Regions from separate parts of the Mus musculus genome. Here regions 1 and 2 are each linked to region 3. A link is a contact called in public HiChIP or PLAC-seq and promoter capture Hi-C data. All regions are on one chromosome and are shown on one strand. Each heading gives the region's core, a stretch centred on a gene start, on an enhancer-like site or on the middle of the called end of the contact. The rest is flanking DNA. Distances are from core to core; before and after follow the strand shown.

The links. HiChIP or PLAC-seq counts read pairs in DNA pulled down with a chosen protein or histone mark. Capture Hi-C pulls out chosen DNA fragments and counts their contacts.
Region 1: a contact with region 3 is called in an H3K4me3 HiChIP or PLAC-seq map of craniofacial prominence, with 2.8 times the contacts expected there. The contact joins the enhancer-like site here to the promoter of Gata2 in region 3. A contact is called at or near these places in 12 of 39 promoter capture datasets (the 3T3-L1 cell line, 3T3-L1-derived adipocytes, cranial neural crest and 9 more), 1 of 15 datasets of contacts at CTCF or cohesin (the NIH/3T3 cell line), 2 of 484 Hi-C or Micro-C datasets (the G1E-ER4 cell line and uterus), 5 of 115 datasets of contacts at active chromatin or transcription factors (bone marrow-derived macrophages, craniofacial prominence, fetal liver and 2 more) and 2 of 9 other capture datasets (adipose tissue and pancreatic islet).
Region 2: a contact with region 3 is called in a promoter capture Hi-C map of adipose tissue. The contact joins the promoter of H1f10 here to the promoter of Gata2 in region 3. A contact is called at or near these places in 2 of 115 datasets of contacts at active chromatin or transcription factors (double positive thymocytes and pancreatic cancer cells) and 2 of 9 other capture datasets (adipose tissue and liver).

Annotation. Positions count from the first base shown.
Region 1 is chr6:88,342,315-88,345,014 of GRCm38.p6, forward strand. The region is part of intron 4 of Eefsec (eukaryotic elongation factor, selenocysteine-tRNA-specific); the gene reads right to left. Among named protein-coding and RNA genes, the nearest start is that of Eefsec, 100 kb to the right of the region's middle. Within about 2 kb of position 1,352, at least 106 of the 459 cell types and tissues checked have an H3K27ac peak or open chromatin away from gene starts, as enhancers often do. A contact at or near this core is called in craniofacial prominence, second pharyngeal arch cranial neural crest and uterus, where this site is marked.
Region 2 is chr6:87,980,002-87,982,900 of GRCm38.p6, forward strand. It overlaps H1f10 (H1.10 linker histone), which reads right to left and starts at 1,481. Exons shown (of 1, transcript NM_198622.1): 1 at 420-1,481. The coding sequence starts at 1,355. The coding sequence ends at 789. Gm5577 (predicted gene 5577) reads left to right here and starts at 1,682. Exons shown (of 2, transcript NR_026990.1): 1 at 1,682-1,883.
Region 3 is chr6:88,197,398-88,200,295 of GRCm38.p6, forward strand. It overlaps Gata2 (GATA binding protein 2), which reads left to right and starts at 1,267. Exons shown (of 6, transcript NM_008090.5): 1 at 1,267-1,484; 2 at 2,120-2,392; 3 at 2,822-2,898. The coding sequence starts at 2,164. It also overlaps a transcript of Gm38708 not described here.

The DNA of each region.
Region 1 (2,700 bases), core at 102-2,601, 150 kb after region 3:
GAAGGGCACACAGATACAGAACCAAAGGCTGGGAGCTGAAAGGGAAAACAGCTGGAGGGGAAGTGAGGAGTGATGCTCATGACCAGAGCAAGGCTGCCACTTGGAGAGCAGGTCCAGCACAGGGGGGCCCAGATCTGGGCTACCTTGCAGTAAGCCTCAGCTGTGCTAAGCTCCAAGTGGGTCAGACTCGCCTGTAGATAGCACACAAAAGCACTGGGTGGCCACAGGCCCACCAGAACAGGGAGGCCCCACCAGAAGCTTCCCCAGCATAGAATGGCTTTGCAGGGCCTAGGCTGGGTGAGGGCACAAAAGGGAGGTAATGGAGACATGGGAGAATGGAACAAAAGTTCTTCTTTCTCTGACTCTTTATGTTTTTTTCTTTCATAAAAGCCCCACGAGAAACAGATGACTGCTGGCTCGTTGTAAAGAGTTAAACACCAATTACACAGACTAAGACATGAAAGCTCTTTGAGCTCCCTAAATTCCACTGCCTGTCACTCCCCCAAGATAGCCACTGCTCGCACTGTGCTGTCTCCTTCCAGACCTCTTCTGACGCATTTGTACAAACTTGAGTGCATATGTAAATGGAGCCAAGTTCCATGGCGTTCTGAAACCTGCTTCTGCACCTGGCTTTGCATCTACTCCAGCTATTTAGATAAGTCTCTGTCTCCGTCTATCACTTGACGCCAGCAGTGGGCTTTGCACACAGGTTGACCATTACTCTCACGTCATTGCTACCTGATCTGTACAGGCTTTGCCTCCACACTTATGACCAGAGACTGATATGGGCTACACTTGCTGTGCTGGGAACTAGCAGGTGGAGGAGTTGGGGACTGGGAGGAGCAGGGGAGTGTGGGCAGACAATGGTGAACACTGTATATGCAGCCCTGGGCAAATCTGGCTTCCCTTCTGAAGTGCAGCTGCCTGTCCACTATTCATCCCTAACAACACTTTAAGAATAGCCCAGTAATGGATGGCCATCCTTTCCCAGGAGGGTTGTTGGCTGAAATTACCTGCTGTAGACCTATGGCTGTTCACAATGGTTTTCCCAATCCCAGACAAGCAGACTCCCAGAATGTTGGAGGGATTTTGAATCGTCACAAATGGGCTGGGAGGAATAGTGCTGCTGACACCCAGTGGGTAGAATCCAATGCCACTGTTAAATCTTCTATTTCTTATGGCTTAGGACAGAAATGGCCACATGCTGAAGTAAAAGGGCCTGCTTTTGGCTCAGCACCTGAAGGGTTAAGCAGCCTTGCTGCCCAGGCTGCCTGCCTGCCTGCCTGCAAGGACTGCATTAAGCAGGCCAGGAGATGGGCCTTGTTGCCTGCCCGCCAGCCGTATGGTTTGCATTAGCAGTGCTCTGCTTGGCAATGTTCCCTCTGGCAGCCTGCCTTCCCTCCCTGCCCCTCCACTCTCCGCCCCAGCTCAAAAGAAAATACCAGGATCCACATATAAAACCAGCGCACTCCCCTCCTGTCTCTTACCCCAGTCTTGAATCAAACAAGCTTTTAAACTCCTGACCTTCCGCCCAGGCACCCCAGTTTGTTTCACAGCGGCAGCAGTAGAGGAGGAGGCAGGAGGCTGGGAAGTAGGGGGCTGCCCTCTCTGTTACCTGGCCCTAGCAGGAAAGGGTTGCCTCTCTCAGGGGTCCCCAGAGGCACCCCCTCATCTTTCAGAATAGGGACAGCTCCTGAGGCAAGAGGCTGAGATATCAGAAGCAGCCCTAGCGGGTCCTCTATGGCTATGTTTTTAAAAAACTTTCCCAATCATCTCATACTAGAAGCCTAAGTACAAGGCTTGGATGTACTGACAGATAGAAAACTATCCCAAATGTTGAGCTGCAAACTTGTTTGTTAGCTTGCATCCTATCAAGCATGTGTGTGTGTGTGTGTTGGGGGAGGTTCCTTACATCTCTACTTTGTTGAAACCTAAGCCACAGCCCTGGCTACAAGCCCTGCTTATTTCCAGACCTTCAGGGATCTCATTCTTAGCAAGTGTACTGTTACTCAGCAGTAACTCAGACTAGAGGTCTGGGGTCATCCATCTCATGTCTTTCCCACACCATTTCTAAGTTCTAACCTTCACCAAGTCCTGGTAAGACTACCTCCTCAATACTTTTAAGGATCACTGTACTGCTATGCCATGGTCCACAGTACCTTGAGCTCCTCTCACCACGCGACCCTGGCATTAGCCTGGAAGCCTGTAAACCTGGCCTCAGCAGCTCAGCCTCTTCTCAGAAGTCTTTGCTCCCTCAGACTTGAGATGCCGGCTTTACCTTGTAGGCATCTGTGTATATGTCCCAGGGGGTGAAGCAGTAGATGGCAAGATCAGCAGCAGCACAGGCCAGGTAGGTCCTCAGCACTATGTCCACATTTGAGCTCTTCACAAAAGCTACCCTGAATAGCCAACCCAGGAAGAGGCTATATCATGGCTGTGTGCTAACAGTTCAGTGACCCACAAGGCAGACCCAGACTCCTGAATGGCCCTTGCCCAGAGTCAGCTCATTTAAATATTCTGAAGAAAAAAACAAAACAAAAACAAAAATACCCAAACTCCGAATGGACAGAATTTAGTTTTTAAAATAATATGTTATAATGGAGTATTTTACCAAAATTTCAAACAAAAGCAGGCAAGTGTCTCTATTTTAATAAGGCGTCTCACTTGCCTGCTCCCTGTAATTATTACAAGTTAAAGCCT
Region 2 (2,899 bases), core at 231-2,730, 220 kb before region 3:
AAGAAACACTGGTCCCTTCCCACCCTCAAGACACTGCCAAGACCCAAAAAGGTGATACAGGGAAAGAGCACCATGTAACCCTCCCCTAACTCGGGTTCCATCTCACCCTACTTGTATGTGTACATACTGTTCAGAACCTTCCTAGTCTTCCATTTGGTAAAACTGTCCATTATGTTGCACTAGATCCTGAGGTTTAATTTCCAACATGTAGAAATCTTTTATCTTTTATATGCTGGACACTGCAGCAACCCAAGACTGGGAACCCACTTTTACAAGAGTTCTCCACTGGGCAGCTGTCTCTGGGCACATCTGTCCCACCTCTGGCAGCGCCTGCTAGTTGTCTAGCTGGTCTTAATGACCCTCGACTCCCCCGCAGGAACCCCAAGCAGCCTCCAGCGCCCACAAGACAACGACAATGGTCAAGGTTGGAACCGTTTATTGCGCCCCAGGAAGGCAGCGGGCGGAGCAAGGCGCCACACAACCCAAGCGCCTGGTGGCCATCAGCGGGCACAGTAGGCAGGCGCCACCAGGCCATTGGCGCCGCCGGGCCGGTAACCATGGCGACGGCCGTTGCCAAGGGTGAGAGCCAATGGGGGCGTCGCCAGGGCCGTTTCAAAAACCTAAAGCAAACAGAACGCAGCATCGCTGGGGGAGGGGCGGGGGAGGGGACAGGGATCAGGGACCTGGGCCAGGCGGAACCCTACGGAACCGGTACACCGAGGGTGGGGGGGGCGGATAGGGATAGAGACAGATGGAAAACTCGACGATGTCGCCAGACCGTAGGGGCGTCACTTGCGGCCCTTGGGCACCTTGGGCACGCTGGGTTTGGCCGCCTTCTTCACTTTCTTCGCGCTGGCAGCAGCCGCCGCCTTCTTGCTCTTGTGCGCGCGCCGCTCCGGCTGCGGCCTGGCGGGCGTTCTGTCCGCCGCCGCCGTGCGCGCCTTGGGCGCGGGGCTGCTGGCCGCCGAAGCTCCGCGCCGCTCCGCGCCGCCCTCCAGCTTCTTGCGGTTCAGCTTGAAGGATCCGTTGGCGCCGGTGCCCTTCACCTGCAGTAGCGTATCGTTCTGCACCAGCGCCCGGATAGAGTACTTGAGGTAGGTGCGCCCGTTCTGCTGGTCGAACCATGCCACCTTCCTGGCCTCAGCGTAGATGCGCGCCAGAGACGAGCCGCCGCGCTCCCCCAGCTTGCGGATGGTCTCCACCACCAGCTGGCTGTACTTGCCTGGCTGGTTCTTCTTGCGGTTCTTCCTTCTCTTGGGCTGCGTGGGCGCCGCAGAGCCGCCGGCCTTGGCCGTCTTGCGGGCCGTCCCGTCGGCGCTCGTTGGCGGCAGGGCCTCCTCAAGCTCCACCGACATGGTGGCCAGCGGGTTGGCGGCAGGCGGCGCGCGGTAGCCGGGGGGCCGCGCCGGGAAGAGGAAGGCGAGGGGCCGCGGCGGCGCCGGGGGACTGGGGGCGCGCGGCGGCTCCAGGCGGGAGCGGCCGCGGCCGGGCCTGGGACCAGGCGGCAGGGCTGAGGTGCGGGCGGGGGCCGGGCCGGCCGCGGCGGGGCTGGGGGGGTGGGATGCGGAGAGGAGCCTGCGGGGAGCGCGGCAGCACTGCGCGGGCTCCGGAGCTCTGGGCGTGCGCGCTACGCTCTGGCGGAGAGCGCGCCCCGCTCCGCTTTTATTTCCCCGTGGCGGACCACGTTGAGAACAACAACAGCCTGGGCCCAGTCCAGCGCCAACTTGTGCTTCTTGGAGCGCCTTCCGCGGCCACTGGCTCCTCCGCCCGCGGCTCCCGGGCGCGGCTGCACCCTCAGCAGTGTGCCCTGGACAGCATCCGAGCCCGCTGCGCTGCGCAGAGGCGGCCTGCGCCTAGGACGGGCTCAGCGGAGCGGCTCAGAGGTGTGTACCCCAGGCTATAGGAGCATGGAGGAGGGGGGCGCTCGATTTGCAAAGGATTAGCACGGGCCCCGGGCGAGACCCCAAGACCGAGAACTTTGCAGGCGGCAGACAAGAGTGCTCCTCAGGCACCTGAGTTGGTTCTGGGCCCAGGGGACCACAGCCCTGCCCGCAGGAAGGGCATTAATTTGTCCCAACTAACACAGGGTACGCCCTCACGCGGCCGACAGGAGCAAGGCAAAGCCCGAGAGCGTGCTGGGGCGGGGGTCTTCTCAGAATCCTAAGGGGAACCAACAGAAGGGAATTGCCCTGAGGTTGCACGCCTGGCATCTCAAAGATGAGTCAGTGCAGGCACGACCACAAGGGCCTCTCCCTAGACACTTCCTCACCACTCTCTGGCCCCAAGTACCCCATTTTGTGATGCTTAAGTAGCCGTCCCTGGACCCCTCAGAATTAGATGGGGGCTCCAGGATGGAAAAGTGTAAGGTTACCCTTAAGGCATTTCCCTTAGAGGGTGTGGCAGGGGATTTGGCTTTTGAGGATCCTGCCGGCTTTGGGGGATCGAATACTGCATCACTTGGTGCGGGAGGACTTGAAGGAGGTGGTGGTACAGAGAAGGACCTGAAAGCCTGGGAAGTAGTCCAACGGTGGAGAGAGGGCTGTGCAGGCAATGGCCAGCCTGCGGAGGACATAGTAGACACCACTAAAGCGTCCAGGCCAGCTTTGTTCCAATAGGTAAGCAGTTCCCTGGCCTCTTGGGTGAAAAGAGGGAGTGACTGCCTGTAGATCAAGAAGGCCCAGATTCTCAGCCTTTCAAACTCAGTACTCGTGGGTGTGCCAGCCTCCCCGCACCCCACGACCTCATCCCCATCAAAGGAAGGATCGTCAGGAAGTGGCCAGGGTTTAGCAGAGCCCAGAGCCCAAGTCATCCTCTTGTGACTCGTTCTCAGGAGGAGGGCCAAGGGGCCTGTGAGTTTTGAGGGACAGCGGGCTATAGGGTGCAGGCTCTCCTGGACTCA
Region 3 (2,898 bases), core at 17-2,516:
ACCGAGGGCTTTCCACCCTCCTTGGATTATTAAAAAGTTCATTTCCTGGCGAATCGGGTGACGTCAGGGGCCCGGCGTCGCGGTGGCGGGGCCGCCGGGCCGGAGAAGCCGCCTCCAGTTACCCAATTACGGACTGTCAATCCTGCCGCCCCTCCCCCATCCTTGGGGGCGGCGGGGACCCCAGCCTTTCCCCAGCTCGGGACCAACCTGGGACTCCTCTGGAATTATTCTTTAGGGGTTTCGGTCCCTGCAAAGATAGAGGAGCTATGTGGAGGGCTCCAAGCTTGGCCAATCCATCGCACCTGTCTAGATTCCCCTAAAAGTCTTGGACTCACAAGCTTCTTTCTGGACTCTTGGAGTTTAGGTCTCCCATCTATAGCCAGGGAGGGAGCTAGGTTTGTATACTCGCCACTGAACTCACTTGTCTCTCCAGAATGGAGGTGTTGTGGAGAAAAACTCCAGGTGACTTTGGGGAAAAAGTGCTCACAACATTGCTTCCCTCTCCCTAAAGACCGTCTCGGGGACCCTTAGAAAGAAAAAATATATATGGTTAATACCCCGGGAGTCTCCCTTCAGCCGACTCTGGCGCCAGTTTCCCGCTCCACGGCCTCGCCCCAGGCAGTTCAGCCTGGTGGTCTACTAAGGCCCCGCCCGGAGCCCTTCCCCCTCCCTGGGCCACTGGCTTGACCGCGACCATTATTGGTCTAGCACAGCCTCAAGTGTCTTAGTGCTCAAAGTTCGGGTGCCCTAGAGAAGTCCACAATCCCTAGACTCATGTTGTCCAGCGGATCCTACCAGCCTCTTGCACAGCTATCCCTGATAGAAGGACAGAGAGTTTGGGGAGTCAGTTGGATTTGGGCTGGCCGTCGTCCGTAGCAGTGGAGGTGGGGCTCCGCCCGAGAGTAGAAAGCTGTGGTCCCAGCAGAGAGATACCCAGAAGGTGCACGTCTCGGCTCCTGGGAAGTCAGGGACCCTATTCGTGCCTAGTTGCTGGGAGGGCAGAGGTTGGAAGACCTGAGCGTCTGCCGGAGGGGTGCAGGGTCTGCCCACGGCGAAGGTCCCCTGGGGGGGGGGGGCGTTGGCATCAGAGGCCGCAGAGAGGGCGCTGGTAGGGGGCCAGGCAGCCTAGGAGGCCAGCTTGCGGGTCATTCCCGAAGTCCAGCGGCCAAAGCGGCGGGAGCAGCCAATGGGGGGGCGGAGGCTGGGCGGCGCGCGGCGCTGATTGGCTGGCGCCGGCTTCATAGGCGTGCGCGGCCCCCGCTTCACGTCTGTGCAGGAGTCGGCAGCTGGCGCCAGGGCGGCCGGAGGATGCAGAGGGGCCGGAGCCGGGCGGGCCGGAGGCCGAGACGCGCGCTGTCCCCCACCCCTATCCCGTGAATCCGCCGGCCCTGGAACGCGCTGTCGCTGGGCCCGCCGTACCCGGGCTCTCCTGGTGTCTCTTACTCTCTACTGCTGAGCCCTCCCCTTCCCGCGCCGCTGCGAGTGTAAGTTTGAGGTTCAGGGGGCTTGTGGACATTCCTAGGTTGGAGGGATCTCTGTGGAGCTCAGACCAGGATCTCCTGTGGGCGATTACGTTCTTATGCTTTGGGGAGAGGTTGGCTGACTGCTAGAGAGTGCATTGGGGACCGGCTCGCAGCCCCAGGAACTGCGGGTGCGTTTTTTGGGGTGGCCCGGGGTGTTGGGGGTTAGTTTGTGTATATATTGTCAAAGTGTTACGGGGGCGTGGGAGAGCGTGTGCCCCAGAGTGGATGTCTAGGCAACTGTCTCTAACTTTTAGTCAGAGTTTATGTGTTTGTGTGCCCAGAGGACAGGGGCACGGTGTGAGAACCTGATTTCAGTTCCGCGTGCGTTTTGGGGGGGTCACCGATGTCAGGACCTATCCGTGTGTGTGACCTCGTGTATGTGGAGTTGCGTCTGTGGGAACGCGAGTTTCCCTGCAAGTGTATGAGGCTGAACCCCTTCCTTCACCTTCCTTTCGTTTTAAACCTTGCGCTTTCCTTCCACCCGGGACTGGTCCTCAGTGAAGCTCCGATGGAACGTCTTTGCTCTCAAGACACAGACTTTGGGAATGGGGGTGTCAGAAGGCGGCAGTGTCCTTCACATTCCCTCTGTTATCCAGGGCCGCCCCACCTTCGCCTGGTTCCCAAGACACAGTAGTGGACCATGGAGGTGGCGCCTGAGCAGCCTCGCTGGATGGCGCACCCCGCCGTATTGAATGCGCAGCACCCCGACTCGCACCATCCGGGCCTGGCGCATAACTACATGGAGCCAGCACAGCTGCTGCCTCCCGACGAGGTGGATGTCTTCTTCAACCATCTCGACTCGCAGGGCAACCCTTACTACGCCAACCCGGCCCACGCGCGCGCGCGCGTTTCCTACAGCCCGGCGCATGGTGAGCTTTGGCCCCCGAGGTTTCTGGAAGCCTGGCGCCCGGGCCAGGCCTTGGAGGGGGGACGGCCTGTTGCTGCTTCCCGGATGTGGGATCCACAGGAATCTGAGCAGCTGCGAAATCGGGCCTAAGAAGATGGAGGCAGGGACTTCTTAGGGAGGGTCTGGGACCTGTAGGGTTTCGGTCCATTTCCAAGTGTCTTGGCGGGGGTGGGGGTGGGGGAATCCTTCTGGGCCCTGTCCGGTGGGGCTGCTGTGTCACTTGTCCTTCGGCCTTTCACTGACATTGCTGATGATTACAGGCTGAGGTGTTACGTTTCTGATGTTTTAAAGGGTGGGGCTGCTGATGGTAGTTCGCTGAGTTGTGATCCTGTGTGCCCGGGTCATGGCTCTGAAGCCCCTGGTCATCCTCACCCCCTTTCCCTCTGCACAGCCCGTCTCACCGGAGGCCAGATGTGCCGACCACACTTGTTGCACAGCCCAGGCTTGCCGTGGCTGGACGGGGGCAAA